Linked DNA regions of Mus musculus: all the other regions are linked to region 1. Evidence: chromatin contacts called from public HiChIP or PLAC-seq and promoter capture Hi-C data. All regions are on one chromosome and are shown on one strand. The core of a region is the stretch at or near the end of the contact, and the rest is flanking DNA. Distances in the headings are between cores, read along the strand shown. Region 1 holds the start of Scgn (secretagogin, EF-hand calcium binding protein). Region 2 holds the start of BC005537 (cDNA sequence BC005537). Region 3 holds the start of Gmnn (geminin). Region 4 overlaps Ripor2 (RHO family interacting cell polarization regulator 2).

Region 1 (3,257 bases), core at 550-3,049:
CTAAAGTTTACCAATAAGTTTCTATGGAAGATCAATCATTTTAGTATATAGTTTGTACTGTTTACTGTATACTGTGCTAAGAGTTTGTAGCCTCATTTATGTAACCATTTTAACAAGCCCCAAAAGGCAAGTGCTATTACTCTCATACAGCTAAAGCCCAAAAAACAAAAAACAAACAATACACTTCTAAATAACCTGCCTAGCATCACACAGCTAGTTAGTTGCAAAGCTGCATTTTGAACTCAAAGCTTATCTTCTTCTAAACTATATTAAATATTATCATATACAATTCATATTTATTTAGAAATTTAAACATCACACGTAACATCATGTCACACCAGGCTGCTCTTGGCTATCAATTTTTCAAACTTTTCTTCCGTTTTATAAATCCTTTTTAAAGAACACAGTCATTCCGTCATAAGGCAACAACACAAAGGCAGCCTGATTCACTGGGGACTTCCACGCGTTTCTCTGACCCTCTCAGCAGCCCTCCAAGGCAGACATTGTACTCTTCGTTATAAAATATGAAAGCTGAGACGTAGAGACCTAGAATAGTGACCCATCACAGAGTTACCACTTGGTTCAGCCAGGATCCTGAGCTGGAACTACTGAGTCTCATGCGCTCTACTACTGTCATTTAAATAGCTTACCTCTGTTGCTCCTTACGAATAAATTGAATGCTAGCAGCAGACCACAAAGGAAGGGTGTTCTTACTCCAGCTCATTCTCCCCATCTCTCTGTTGAGTTTCACATGGCGGCACAGGCGAGCTGTGACACATAGTAATCCCCCAGCCTCTTGAGTATTGGAGGTTGCAAGCTTGAGTCACCACATCTAGCTCAATTTTTGCCTAACTCCTTCTACTGATTCCTTAGCAAGATGTTTGAAGTCCAAAGTCACCAGGTTAGTCTCTTTATTCTCTCAGAAGTCAACTGGTCAACAGTTTTCAGTTTTAATCATTAGAAAACGTGCTCAAAAAAAAAAAAAAAAAAAAAAAGAAAAGAAAGAAAGAAAAGAAAAGAAAAAAAAGAAAACGTGTTCCTTTAAATGGTGGCTGCCAATTTGTCTTAAAGTGTCTCTAAGGAGTCAGTTACAAACATCTGAAAACTCTTCCATAGATAGCATGTGTTGGGTAGACCCCTTTCTTGATACAGTGTGGCTAGGTTTATTTGTGCTTCAGCGTTTTGCTTCTCTTTGTGGATGTTTTGTTTGGTTTTGTTTTGGAGACAGGATATCACTTTGTAGCTCAGGCTGCCCTGCAACTCACTGTGTATCACAGCAGTCCTATTCCAGACTCTGTAGTTCAGGAGCTACAGGTGTGTGCCACCCATGCCTGGCTCCCTGCAGCATCTTAATGGCACCACTTCAAGCCACAGTGACTGCAGTAGCAGGTCCCTACAGTACACTACAGTTCAGCAACGGGTGTGTTTTCTGATGCCTCGTTTGGCTCCAGAGGCCACTTCTGAACACCTTCATCTCTCTTCTTCCCTCCGCACCACAGTATGTGTCCTGTCTTATCCAATCCGTAAGGTGCCAGCACTGACACTTTTTCAACCCTAAACATAGACAGCCCGTTCCAGGAAACCCCTTGAGACATTAGTTTGAAAGGTGAGTCAACCTGAAGAGAATGTTTTCGTGAGTTTGACAAACAACTTAAACGGAAAGGCAGTGAGCCGTGAACAGGAGAGACAGTTCCCAGTTTCTTTCTGTCTGATCCCCATCACCCTCCTCACCCCATCCCTTCCCCCTACAGCTAACAGGCAGGAGCCCCGCTGAGATCTGCCGGGCGTGCGGGGCGGGGCAGGAGGACGCCTGCGGGTTGCCTCCTGGAGCCTGACATCTAGACTGAAGACTGCTCAGCGACACCAACGAGCCCGGACGCCCTCGAGCTTGCCTTGCCCACTGGTACCTAGCTAGAGAGGGAGGAAGTGGACCGAAGAGTCGGGAAATACTGCTAGGCGAGTTTACCCACATCAGCACCATGGACAACGCACGCAGAAAAACTCCAGCTCGGCTGGATGCTGCCTGCTTCTGGCAGATCTGGCAGCGCTTCGACAAGGAAGGTGAGTAGCTTTGGTCAGTTGAGCGCCTAGCGTAGACACAGAGGGAACTGGAATTTCTCCTAAGCGCCTTTCTCTATAAGAAAAGTTGACTACTGAGTGCCGGAGAAAGTACCCTCAGCATACGCTGATTTTACATATCAAGAAAGTGTCTGAAAAATTCTGAGTGGACTGAGCACTTTCCTGCTTCCCAACCTGTGGCTGTGTGAGTGACGTGCAGTTAATATATTAACAAACATCATTGCATATGTATTCCAGGCTGTTGGGCTGAAACTCAGCAATCTGTGGTGCTTTGTAAATGTGACAGTTTTTCATTAGTGACTGTCACGTTACCCAGTCTCCATTCTCTACAAAGGAGGATGAGTTTCAGCAACGTGCAGATTTATGTCCCTCTACTTCAAACCACGTGCTTGAACATAAAACACATCTGTTTACCATTTGGCCTTGTCCATTGATAATTACACACACACACACATACACACACACACACACACACACACACACACACACACACTGCCTGAAAGGCATGCTTACATACAAAAGCTAGGACTTAGTATTTACCCCTCTCAAGATATTAGTAGATAGATACTGAAGTAACAACAACAACAATAATAACAATAAAGTGTGAAGGTTACAGAGATGGCTCAGCCATTAACATTATATACTGCACTTACAGAAGACTCAGGTTTGGCCCCAGCGCATATGTTAGGTGGCTCCCAACCACCTGAACTCAACTCCGGAAAATCTGATGCTAGCTTCTAAGGGCACCTACACTGACTTGCACCACACTCTCAACCCCTAGACATGCTCACATTTACATAATTAAAATAAAATACAAACCTTTTAAGAATAGGAAATATAAAACTGAGACCAAACCCAAATCTAAATAGCAAGGCATGGTGGCACATGCCTGTGATCCTAGCAATTGGGAGGTAGAGGCAGGAGGATCAGGAGTTCAAAGTCTTCCTCAGATACATAGCAAGTTTGGGGCTAGCCTGGGCTCTATGTGACACTGCTTCAAACCTCACACCTGTAATATACTTTTAGACAAGTATTGTCCCATTTATTCTATATTAGTGACTATTATTTATGCTTATTTTCTTGCACTAGAAAAAGGTTACATAAGAGAGACAGAGCTGGATGCCTTCTTTGATCATTTGCTGGCAAAATCTGGCACTGAGGTAAGTACTCATAGCATA
Region 2 (3,257 bases), core at 279-2,778, 810 kb before region 1:
AAAAGTTGCTGTCCAGTCATGTTTGGACAATAATGTTTGGGGGTTAGATGGGGAAGGTGAAGGGGAAGGAAAGAAAGAGGAGAAAAAAACTTGGAACTAACTTTCTGGAAAACACATGTGGCTAAACTGCCAAAATAAAAGCCATTGAGGGGAAAATGAAAAACCGATCATCAGGATTTAGGTGCGCAGTAAAACACAGCTGACACCGGTCCAATCCTTGAAACCCATTCGCATAGTCCCTTTTCAGAAAAGGGATTAAGAAATTGAGAAAAGGGAGGGAAAATTGTGATGTTGCTTCCCAAATACAGGGAAAAAAAAAATACCCCCCCCAAAACAAAAAACCCAAAAACTGAAAACCACCAAAACAGGGTAGGTGAATGAAACTGAAATCCCCAGTTGGATTTTACCCAGCCAGATCCATGGCTGTAGTACCTGATTAATTCTTAGTTATTTCAGATTTCACTACTGCTATGAACTGTCAGTGCTTTGCTATTGATTACACTTGGTGGTGAGCAAAGAGAAAAGTGCAAAATCAGCAGAGAAAGAAGGGGAGAGGTACAGGGTTTCCCTGCAATCAACTACAGTGTATACCGGGGGTGGACAGCTGTTGCCCAAAGGAGTCATGAGAAAAAACAGCGGAGTCATTACCAACTTCCCCATCACCCACGTTTTCACCCTCAGGCGGCTGCGAACGCTGCTGCCAAGGAGAACCATGATGGCAGAGGGAAAGGGGGGTCTATTAAACGGTATTAATAGTTATTCCGGCTCTGTGATTAGCCCTGATTAATGCCCGGGATCCAAGCACCCTTAGCCCTGCGGTGGGTTCTACATTCCCCGGGGAGCCCTCCGTATAAATTTGACCCCGTTCAAGTTCGGGATGGTAGGGAGTTCGATTATCTTCGTGTGAGCATGGCTGAGGCTAAGGTGGCGGGTTCTCCCACGTCCCAGGCCGGGCCCGGGGATCACCTGCCTTCGACCCCCAGGTCCCACCCACAACCCCTGGCCTTCAGCGGCAGCGACTCACTCGCACCACGGGAGACACTGGATCACTCGGGTTCTCACTCATTTCAATGTGGAAACAATTCCCGCCCGGGTAGAGGAGGCGGGAAGAGAGTTAAGTAGGAAGGATCAGTTGGGAGGAGGGGAAAAGAAGAGAATAATCGTGTTAATAATAATTACTTCTTAAAAGGAAGCCCACCCTCCCACCCCAAAAAAAAGCAAGGAATGAAGTTCCCGGGTTCTAGATTCGCTTTTCCCGTTCAACAGCCCATGTTTCCCGAGTGGGGGCGGCTGGGTGGTTTCCCAAGGGGACAGAGAGGCCGGGATCTAGGCGGCAGGGCGGGGTCCCCGCGGAGAGGAGAGCGGGACTCGCAGGCCGACCGTCGGTGGGCCGTCTAGCCGCAGCCTGCGGGCGGAGCGGCGGCTGCGGAGGAGGAGGCGGCGGCGGCGGCGGGGGCGCTGCTCGTGGCGCGGGCGGGAGCCATGTCAAGAGAACACGACGGGCCGACGGAGCCCCTCCATGCCCGCTGCGCTGCGCTCTGTGGCCGGGCCACGCGCGCTGCTGCCGCCACTCAGCCCCCACCTGGGCCCCATAGTCGGGCTCGGCGCCCCGGGCGGCGACGGAGGGAAGGACGCGGCGCGGGGTTGGTAGGGGGAGGGGGGAGACGGCGAGGAAGAGGAAAGCGCGCGGGAGGGAAGAGGGAAGGAGGGGAGCCCTGCGCTACGGCCTGTCCGCGGAGTGAGCCCGGCAAAGTTGTCTCGGTTCGAGCGTCGGCTCCCGAGGCCTGCTTCGCCCAACAGTCCGGTTCAGGAAGATAGTCCAAGAGAGAGCCCCGACGGATGGGGGGAGAGAGCCGCAACGGAGGAGGAGGTCGAGCGTCCGCGGGGCCACAGCCTCGGTTCCCCCACCCCCCGCACCGGAGTGGCTTCAGAAGCAGCGGCTGCCGCTGGAACCTCCCGGGTCCGGGGCTGAGTCGCGTTTGAGGAAAAGAAACAAGAACAAACAACTTAAAATGGCAGCGACGGCTGCTGCGTCACCCGCCCCTCCGCGGCACCGCCCCGAGCGCTCTACGCCTGCGCGCGCCCCGGACGCTACCATCTGTGGCAAAAACTGAAGGGGGAGGCGGGAAAAGAAGCGTGAAGGTTTTCACAGTTATGGAGACAGAAAAACCGAAAAGCTAGTAATGTGTGACATATAAAAGTCGGTATAAATAGTGAGTAGCTTTGAAATTAGGCTTTCAGTAAGATACTTCTTTTCCTAGGGGTGTTTGAGAACACACATTTCCCCTATTTATCAATATGGAAAGTCCTAAGGCGTGGCAAGGGTCTCCCGCCACTCCCTCCGCCCCTCTGTCCCTCCGTCAGGCTGTCCAGGTCTCCCCCGCCCCGTCCTTTTACGTCATAAGAGCACGCCCCCTACGCCCTCCATGACGAAGCGGAGAGAGTAGCTCCACCCTGGGCTATGCTGGGGAGCGGTAGTTGGACTTAGGGGGTGGGGTAGGGTGGGGGTCCTGTTAAAGCAGCGGTTCTCAACCTGTGGGTCGCACCCCATACGGGAGAATCCAATGATCCTTTTATAGAGGTTGCCTAAGACCATCGGAAAACATTAACATTCATAACAGCAGCAACATTACAGTTAAGAAGTAGCAACAGAAATTTACGGTTGGGAGTCAGCACAATATGAGGAACAGTACTGAAGGATCTTAGCAATGGGGAGGTTGAGAATCACTGCTCCAGAGATGCTCAAAAGCCAAAGCCGGGGAAGTGGGCGGAAAAATGGGTGTTGGAAGGGCCAGAGTGAGGAAGAAACCCGGAAGACTGAAGGGTGGTTAGGGTCATTTTATTATTCCCTAGAAGTCGGCCAGTTGGCAACAACGGAGAAATCATTTCGAGTTAGCGGAATGAAGCTTGCTTGCACCCCAACGAGTATAGCCTCAGTCCATGCGCCTCTATCCTCACCCCTCTTCCTGCACCACCAAGGCGAACGGACCTCGGGCTTTAAGCGACAGAAGCCCTTGTATGCGTTGTTGCTAGGATCGGAAGAGGCAGCCGAACTCTACGTGTGATTCCTCCACCACAGTGAACAGGGATCCCCGAGAACCTCAGACCTACGTCCCATCTTCTCCTGACTCTCTATCCTCAACGGTAAATGGGACACTGGAACGTTTACTGCTGAATCACGCCGTCCTTGACCCCAAAGAGCGCTCATTCGGTTTGTGAGACTCTGGTGTGATAAAAACGAAGTTACATAATTAATC
Region 3 (3,257 bases), core at 217-2,716, 770 kb before region 1:
GAGTTCGAGGCCAGCCTGTTCTACAGAGTGAGTTCTTGGACAGTCCAGGCTACACAGAGAAACCCTGTTTGAGAAGCAAGCAAGCAAACAAAATAATCCACAAAAATTTGAGTAGGAAGAATCTTAACTTTCCCACCAAGAACTTTCTTCCTCATCCAGACCTGAAGTCCAGGTCTCACTAGAGAGCATGAGAGAGCAAAGGAGAAGTCGCCAGTATTCTGAGGGCAGAACACATATGCAGTTCCTCTGGAACTTGCCAGGGGACTTGAGGCTGAGAGGTGATAGTGTGGTAACTGGCTGGACCATAGAATACAGGTTCTCTGTGGAAATGGATAGAATATTTTCCCATTGAGCAGGATTTAGTGCTGGCTAACATGCAACATTTTGTATGTGTACAAATGCTTGGCCTGCATGTATGGGACCTGCTGCCCCCCTTCCCCCCACTGCCATACCTTCCCGACTCTGAGGACTGTACGCTTAAATTGTGAGCCCCGACAAACCCTTCCTTAAGTTGCACTGGTCAGGTATTTGTTACAGCAACAAGTAAGGTGACAAATACATTGACTTTTCTCAGCCTCTAGGCCATCGCGGTTCCCTTGGCCCTAGTTCTGTTTCCTTCTAAATTGTTATTGACTGATAAAGCAGGTTCTGGTGTTAGCAACCCTACTGCATTCTGTCTATGTAACCTGGCTGGCTTTAAACTTATATTTATATAGCCAGCCAGGAAGTCCTTTATAGAGGTTTCCTGTATTGCAGCCCTCCCTCCTTTGTTTAGATTTACTGAGGTATAGTTTAGGTTTTTCAAAGTTGCCTGTGTGATGCATATTCATCTTGGTGTCCATGAAGGGCATCAGATCTCCTGGAACAAGGGCTATGGATGGTTGTAAGCCACCATGTGGGTGCTTGGAACCAAACCCAGGTTTGTCCCGTGCAAGAACAAATGCTCTCAACCAAGGAGCCATCTTGCCAGTTAATTGAGGTCTAGTTCAAATACAGTAAAAGTCATCTGTCTTAAGTATAGAGTTAAAATTCCTCAGCTTCAACTTTTTTTGTTAGCTTGAAGCGGGCCCTTGCTATTTCTAGTGACTGTCACAGTGTGACTTTTGAGTCATCACGTTTCGTCTGTTTATTTGCTTCCTTTAGTGTGTGCGCATCTAGGTATGCATGCTTGCATGTATGTATATTAAAAACTAAACACACAAAATACCTTGGAAAAAATATATGTATATTCTCGTGTTTGCCGCTAGTGAGAGTCTCTTTTGTCCTCGCCGGCAGACACTTGGAGCCGGAAGCGGAGGGTCAGACGGCAAGGTCAGAGGGCACACACTCCTAAGGCAAGAGGAACCTCGGTGACCTCTTCCAGAGACTGCACGCACCTTGGCTGGGTGCGCAGGCGCACGGAAGCCACGGGCGCGGTGGGCGGCGGCGAGAGGCGATTGGCTGAATGCCGAGGCTCCGCCTTTCGGCGCGTCAGCTACCGGGTCGGCGGGTTAGTCTGCAGGTTCGGGTCGTTCTGGCGTCGTTGAATCCGGTGTGGTGCCAGGGCCTTGTGCGGCTCTCACGCTCGCCGGGAACTGAGCATTGCTGTCTGTGAGTCCGAGGGCGCGGGAGACCGAGGGCGGGGCGAGTGCAACTCCGGCCGCGGGATCGCCGGGCTGGCCCGAATGCCCGGCCTGCTTCTCAGCCACGGGGAGCCGGCCTGGGAGGCGACGATTTGAAGGGACCCGAGTCTGGGGACTTGAAAGGGACCCGAGTCTCGGCCCGACTGCAAGGCAAAGCTGGGCGAGCTGAGACGAGGGGCTGCGCCATTGGTGAGGTCGGTTTTGGCGCGCTCTGGTGTTCGCTCTTCCTATTGGCTGGCGCGCGCCGCGTTGGGCGGGGCCGGCGCGCCCGGGGAAGTTTGCTGCCTCGGAGTCCGGGCTGATTGCACGGCTAGGGGTTGAACTGGGTGTAGATCCCTCCCGCCTGCTCACCAACTGCAGCAAACGCTACTCCTGGGACAAGGGCATTGAGTCCTGCGTCTGCTCTCCCAGTGGTGCCGCTGTAGGTGATAGTAGGTTCTCCGACACTGTCTCTGTGCTCACGACTCACTAATGATAGCGGGATCTTGGCCCACTGCCTTCGTTATCCAAGTCTGGGCCTGGTGTCAGTGCTCAGTCTCCTGCACCCAGGAGGTTGAGGCAGGAGGTACAGGAGTTCAAGGTCAGCTTTGCCCACTTAGCCATTTAAAAAGAAAAGAGAAATACATCAAAGCCCCTGCGAATAGGTTTCCGATCGGGTTTTTTGTTTGTTTGTTTGTTTGTTTGTTTGTTTTTCCGAGACAGAGGGTTTCTCTGTGTAGCCCTGGCCTGGAACTCACTCTGTAAACCAGGCTGGCCTTGAACTCATGAATCCGCCTGCCTCTGCCTCCCAAGTGCTAGGATTAAAGGCGTGTGCCACCGCTGCCCAATTTTTGTTTTGTTTTGTTTTGTTTTGTTTTTGGCGATCGGGTTTTATTAACTTGAAATAGAATAGGAAATAACAGAACACCACTCTGGCTGGGCTATAAGTTGTTTATATTTGCATACATGGGTGAGTGCCAGGGCACAATGTAAATTTTTAATTACATGTAAGTAAGAGGTGGGGGGTACAGTTTACCGTTCCCCCTAGCCTCCTTTTAAATTCAGCTTGGTCTTGTGTTTGCTACGTAGCTGACTATAACCTTGAATTCTGGTTCTCTGCCCAGCTGCTGGTATTATGGACTTGTGTCTGGTTATGCAGTACCAGGAACTGAGCTGAGCCTTTGTGCATGCTTGTTATGCACAGTACTCACTGAGCTCGACATCTTGGTTGGAGCCAAAAGATCTTGGGTTTTGTTTTTGTTTTTGAGACAGGCTCTTGGCTGCGTAGCCTAGGCTCCCATAGGCTCCTATCTCCACCGTGTTCCAGGATTGCAGTCATGTGCATGATGCTGTTCTTTAGGGTGAATGGGCCCAAGTGTCTGTTTGGCTTTTCCCAGTGCCCTTTTCTCAGGTCTTTTTGAGATCTCTGTAGTTTGTACAGGACACTGTGCCATTGTTACAGATAGTGGTTCTACCATAAAGTAGTAAGATTTTTGTGGTATAAATAATTTTCTAAAAAAAAAATCTAGATTCCACATTCAGATATAAATACTGAAATCACCTTTTCTTCTTGTGCTTTGCCAGCTGAAAAATGAATCTCAGTATGAAGCAGAAGCAGGAGGGAGCCCAAGAGAATGTGAAGGTATGTAATGGAGC
Region 4 (3,257 bases), core at 431-2,930, 700 kb before region 1:
CTGTGAGTCCTTGTCCCCACACCTGTCACTTGTCTGCAGCACACTCATTCCTGTTTCTCTCATTCTACTTATATAGCACAGTGATGCCACTGTTGATGCTTATGAACTTGCTAGAAGTAGACTGTCATGTACCCCACACTGGTGATTAAGAAAACAAACCCAGGGGCTAGAAAGATGGTTAAGCAATTGTGAGCACCGACTGTTCTTCTAGAGTGCCTGGGTTCAATTCCCAGCACCCACGTGGCAGCTCACAACTGTCTGCAGCTCCAGGATCTGACAGAGACAGAACTCAACTGCACATAAAAATAAATATAAATAAAGAAAAGAAAACAAACTAAATCCAATCAACAAACTGCCAATAGCCTGTTCCTTCAAAAGAAGAAGTGTGTCTTAGGATGATTAATGCTGCGATGAAACACCATGACCAAAGCAACTTGGGGAGGAAAGCGATTATTTAGCTGAAGCGTCACTGTCACGATTCATCAGTGAACGGAAGTCAGGACAGGAGCCCAAACAGGGCAGGAACCTAGAGTCAGGAGCTGATACGAAGGTCATGGAGGCTATGGAGGGTTTCTGCTTATTGGCTTTCTCAGCCTGCTCTCTTATAGCACCCAGGACTCCCAGTCCAGGGATGGCACCACCCACGATGGGCTGGGCCCTTCCCCATCATCACAAATTAAGAAAATGTTCTATGGCTGGATCTTATGGAGGCATTTTCTCAAATGAGGCGCCCTCCTCTCAGGTGACTCTAGCCTGCGTTGATTGACAGATCCAGTTAGCACAAGGTGCCTTTTCTTCCCCTGTGTCATCTGCAGGTCAACTTGAGCCTACCGCTTCAGCAGCAACACCTTGTCAGAATACACGGCCGCCGCCCTGGGACAGCTCCAGAGTCCCAGCTTCCATTACCCTTTCCACCTTCCTATTGATATTTACCAAAAGCCCACTGTGTGAGGGTGAAAATATTAATTTACATTTTAGAATTTCTCACTAAAAAAAAAAAACTATGACATAATTGCAGTGAAAAAATCAGCACAGACGTTTTCTATTTCTAACCTTTGAGTCCTGGGGCAAGTTTCTCCTGTGCTTGTACGTGCTTGTGCATGTATACACAGGCATATGTATGCCTATGTTTGCGGATGCTTCATAGACCCTTTTTTTTTTTTTTTTTTTTTTTTTTTCCTTTTTGAGATGGGATCTCTTACTGAACCTGGAGGTTGCTGTTTGGTTAGATTGGCTGGCCAGAAAGCACAGGGACCTACTACCCATCTCAAGTCCCTTTTCCATCAGAGGCCAAGTTGGGATTATAATCACATGACCCGATGCCCAGCTTTTTATGTGGGCTCTGCAGATCCAAACCCATATCCTTTTGCTCGCTTTATGCTGTCTTCCCTGCCCTGGGTTGTGTTTCTAGCAAACAAGATTTTACTCACGTAGACATAACAAGGATGATGTCACACTGTGTGTTTTACCTTCAGTGAATGGCTCAATTTATCTCAAATGGACAAATCTGCTTCCCATTGACCCATGGGCATGGTGATGAATAAGACGAATCCAGGGAAGCTTCAAAATGGGCTCACCTCTTACCATCTTTCGACACTAGATGGCAGCAGCTCACCAACTTGGCATGCCTTTTAGTTGGCGAGCCCATGCATTTAGGAGCAGCTCTCGCTAACAATTAGAAGCTAATGAGCCACTTAGGAGGACCCACTGTAATAAAAGCAGGATTGGAGGAAGCGATTTTCATGAATAATTCTGGAGCATTTAGGCTTTTTTCCCCCACCTCCACAAAAACACATCGGAAAGAAAGCACTGCTGGCTGGCTTTTATGAATCTGAAGCCCAATGTGCTAATTCTAAGAAAACCCTATTTACCCTTTGAATACCTACAAATTATCAGCTCCTGGTTAATCCACTAGCTGGTTACATGTTGAGGTGACAATAGGGACCCCGCTTCAGGGAAGCTGACTATGTACCATGATGGATACGTTGAGAAGGGTGGGGGGACTCTTTGACGATCTCCCTTCTCAAAATCACCAGAAATTTCTTATCACGGGAGGAGGAGGGCTGGGGTCGTGATGAGTTTTGGGTCTCACTGTCCATGGAATGAACACACCTTATTGACATTCCTTATAAGGCATCTCCAGCCTCTGGTGACAGTGATAACAGCAGAATGGCAGCAGGTAGGAGGAGCCAGTTCCAGCCGAAGCTCCCCAGGCGGGGGGAGCACTTCTGCTGGAGCACCAGCTATCGTGGACTTTGGGGCCTGGCTAGGTTCTGCAAATTCTGGCCCAAGGCCCTGCTGGCATTTCTACAGCTGCGAAAAGCCCAGTGTTTTCTCAGCTGCTTGGTGGTAACTGTTGTATCAGCTAGGTTTTCATGATGGCCACTCAGAAATCATCCCTGGGTTCCCTCAGGTGGGTCTCTTTTGATCTTTTACCTTGCTCCTGTGTTAATGATCCAACAGCTCTTCCACAGCCTGAATGGAGGACAGGGTGCTGCCCCCAGTGTGACTGTGGATAAATGATGCCCCCGCTCATGGTTGAACATTTGGCCACCAGCTGGGTAGCTCTGTTGTGGGAGGTTATGGAGTCTTTAAGAGTTAGGGCCTAGCTGGAGGAATCAGACACTGGAGAGTGTGTTCTTGAGGTTTATAACTCTGCTTTGCTTCCAGCCTGTGTCTGGCTTCCTGATCCACTCTAACCCCTGCCTCAGCTGCCGGCCTCTCCGACTACCATAGCTCCCCTTCCCATAGTGGACTAAACTCCTCCAAATCTTAAGCCGCCACGGATCGTTTTCCTCTTAAGTTGTTTCTTTCAGAGAATTTATCACAGTGGAGAAAGGTTGCAGATACAACCTCATAGCTATCTACAGCTACACAGCTATAGAGCCTCCCAGCTACCTACAGCCACACAGCTGCTCACCTGGCTCCCCGTGCCACTGGCTGCCTTTGCTCAGACACGGTTCTGGTCATAGAAGTACTCCATTGTTTCCCAGTTTTGCCATGACCTTCCTAAGAGTGTACCTCGGACTGTGTCTTAGTACTGGCCTTCCTGCTTCCTGGGCAGGTTTCCCAGTTCATCCTAAAGGCCATGGTGACCAGCTAGCACTGACCTCTGGACATGTGTCCTCCTGGAACTCATTTGAATGAGGTCATCGTTGGGAAGAAAAGCAGTTTTCTGTAAGACACGCAGTTCTTAGCTTCTTTTCTGATTTGGGGTCCTGAATCCAGCTGGGTCCTTACAGGTTTTTGGAATCTGG

What was found. Promoter capture Hi-C pulls out the DNA fragments that hold promoters and counts their contacts. HiChIP or PLAC-seq counts read pairs in DNA pulled down with a chosen protein or histone mark.
Region 2: a contact with region 1 is called in an H3K27ac HiChIP or PLAC-seq map of embryonic stem cells, with 2.2 times the contacts expected there. The contact joins the promoter of BC005537 here to the promoter of Scgn in region 1. A contact is called at or near these places in 3 of 39 promoter capture datasets (cranial neural crest, hippocampal neurons and second pharyngeal arch cranial neural crest) and 1 of 115 datasets of contacts at active chromatin or transcription factors (embryonic stem cells).
Region 3: a contact with region 1 is called in a promoter capture Hi-C map of hippocampal neurons, with 3 times the contacts expected there. The contact joins the promoter of Gmnn here to the promoter of Scgn in region 1. A contact is called at or near these places in 5 of 39 promoter capture datasets (cranial neural crest, frontonasal cranial neural crest, hippocampal neurons and 2 more).
Region 4: a promoter capture Hi-C map of hippocampal neurons shows a contact between it and region 1, with 2.7 times the contacts expected there. The contact joins the enhancer-like site here to the promoter of Scgn in region 1. A contact is called at or near these places in 7 of 39 promoter capture datasets (cranial neural crest, embryonic stem cells, hippocampal neurons and 3 more) and 2 of 115 datasets of contacts at active chromatin or transcription factors (astrocytes and embryonic stem cells).

Annotation. Positions count from the first base shown.
Region 1 is chr13:23,989,756-23,993,012 of GRCm38.p6, reverse strand. It overlaps Scgn (secretagogin, EF-hand calcium binding protein), which reads left to right and starts at 1,799. Exons shown (of 11, transcript NM_145399.1): 1 at 1,799-2,061; 2 at 3,169-3,239. The coding sequence starts at 1,980.
Region 2 is chr13:24,799,928-24,803,184 of GRCm38.p6, reverse strand. It overlaps BC005537 (cDNA sequence BC005537), which reads right to left and starts at 1,528. Exons shown (of 5, transcript NM_024473.3): 1 at 1-1,528.
Region 3 is chr13:24,760,146-24,763,402 of GRCm38.p6, reverse strand. Gmnn (geminin) reads left to right here and starts at 1,466. Exons shown (of 7, transcript NM_020567.2): 1 at 1,466-1,590; 2 at 3,186-3,243. The coding sequence starts at 3,193.
Region 4 is chr13:24,685,859-24,689,115 of GRCm38.p6, reverse strand. All of the region lies in intron 8 of Ripor2 (RHO family interacting cell polarization regulator 2), which reads right to left. Among named protein-coding and RNA genes, the nearest start is that of Ripor2, 49 kb to the right of the region's middle. Within about 2 kb of position 1,680, at least 36 of the 459 cell types and tissues checked have an H3K27ac peak or open chromatin away from gene starts, as enhancers often do. A contact at or near this core is called in hippocampal neurons and liver, where this site is marked.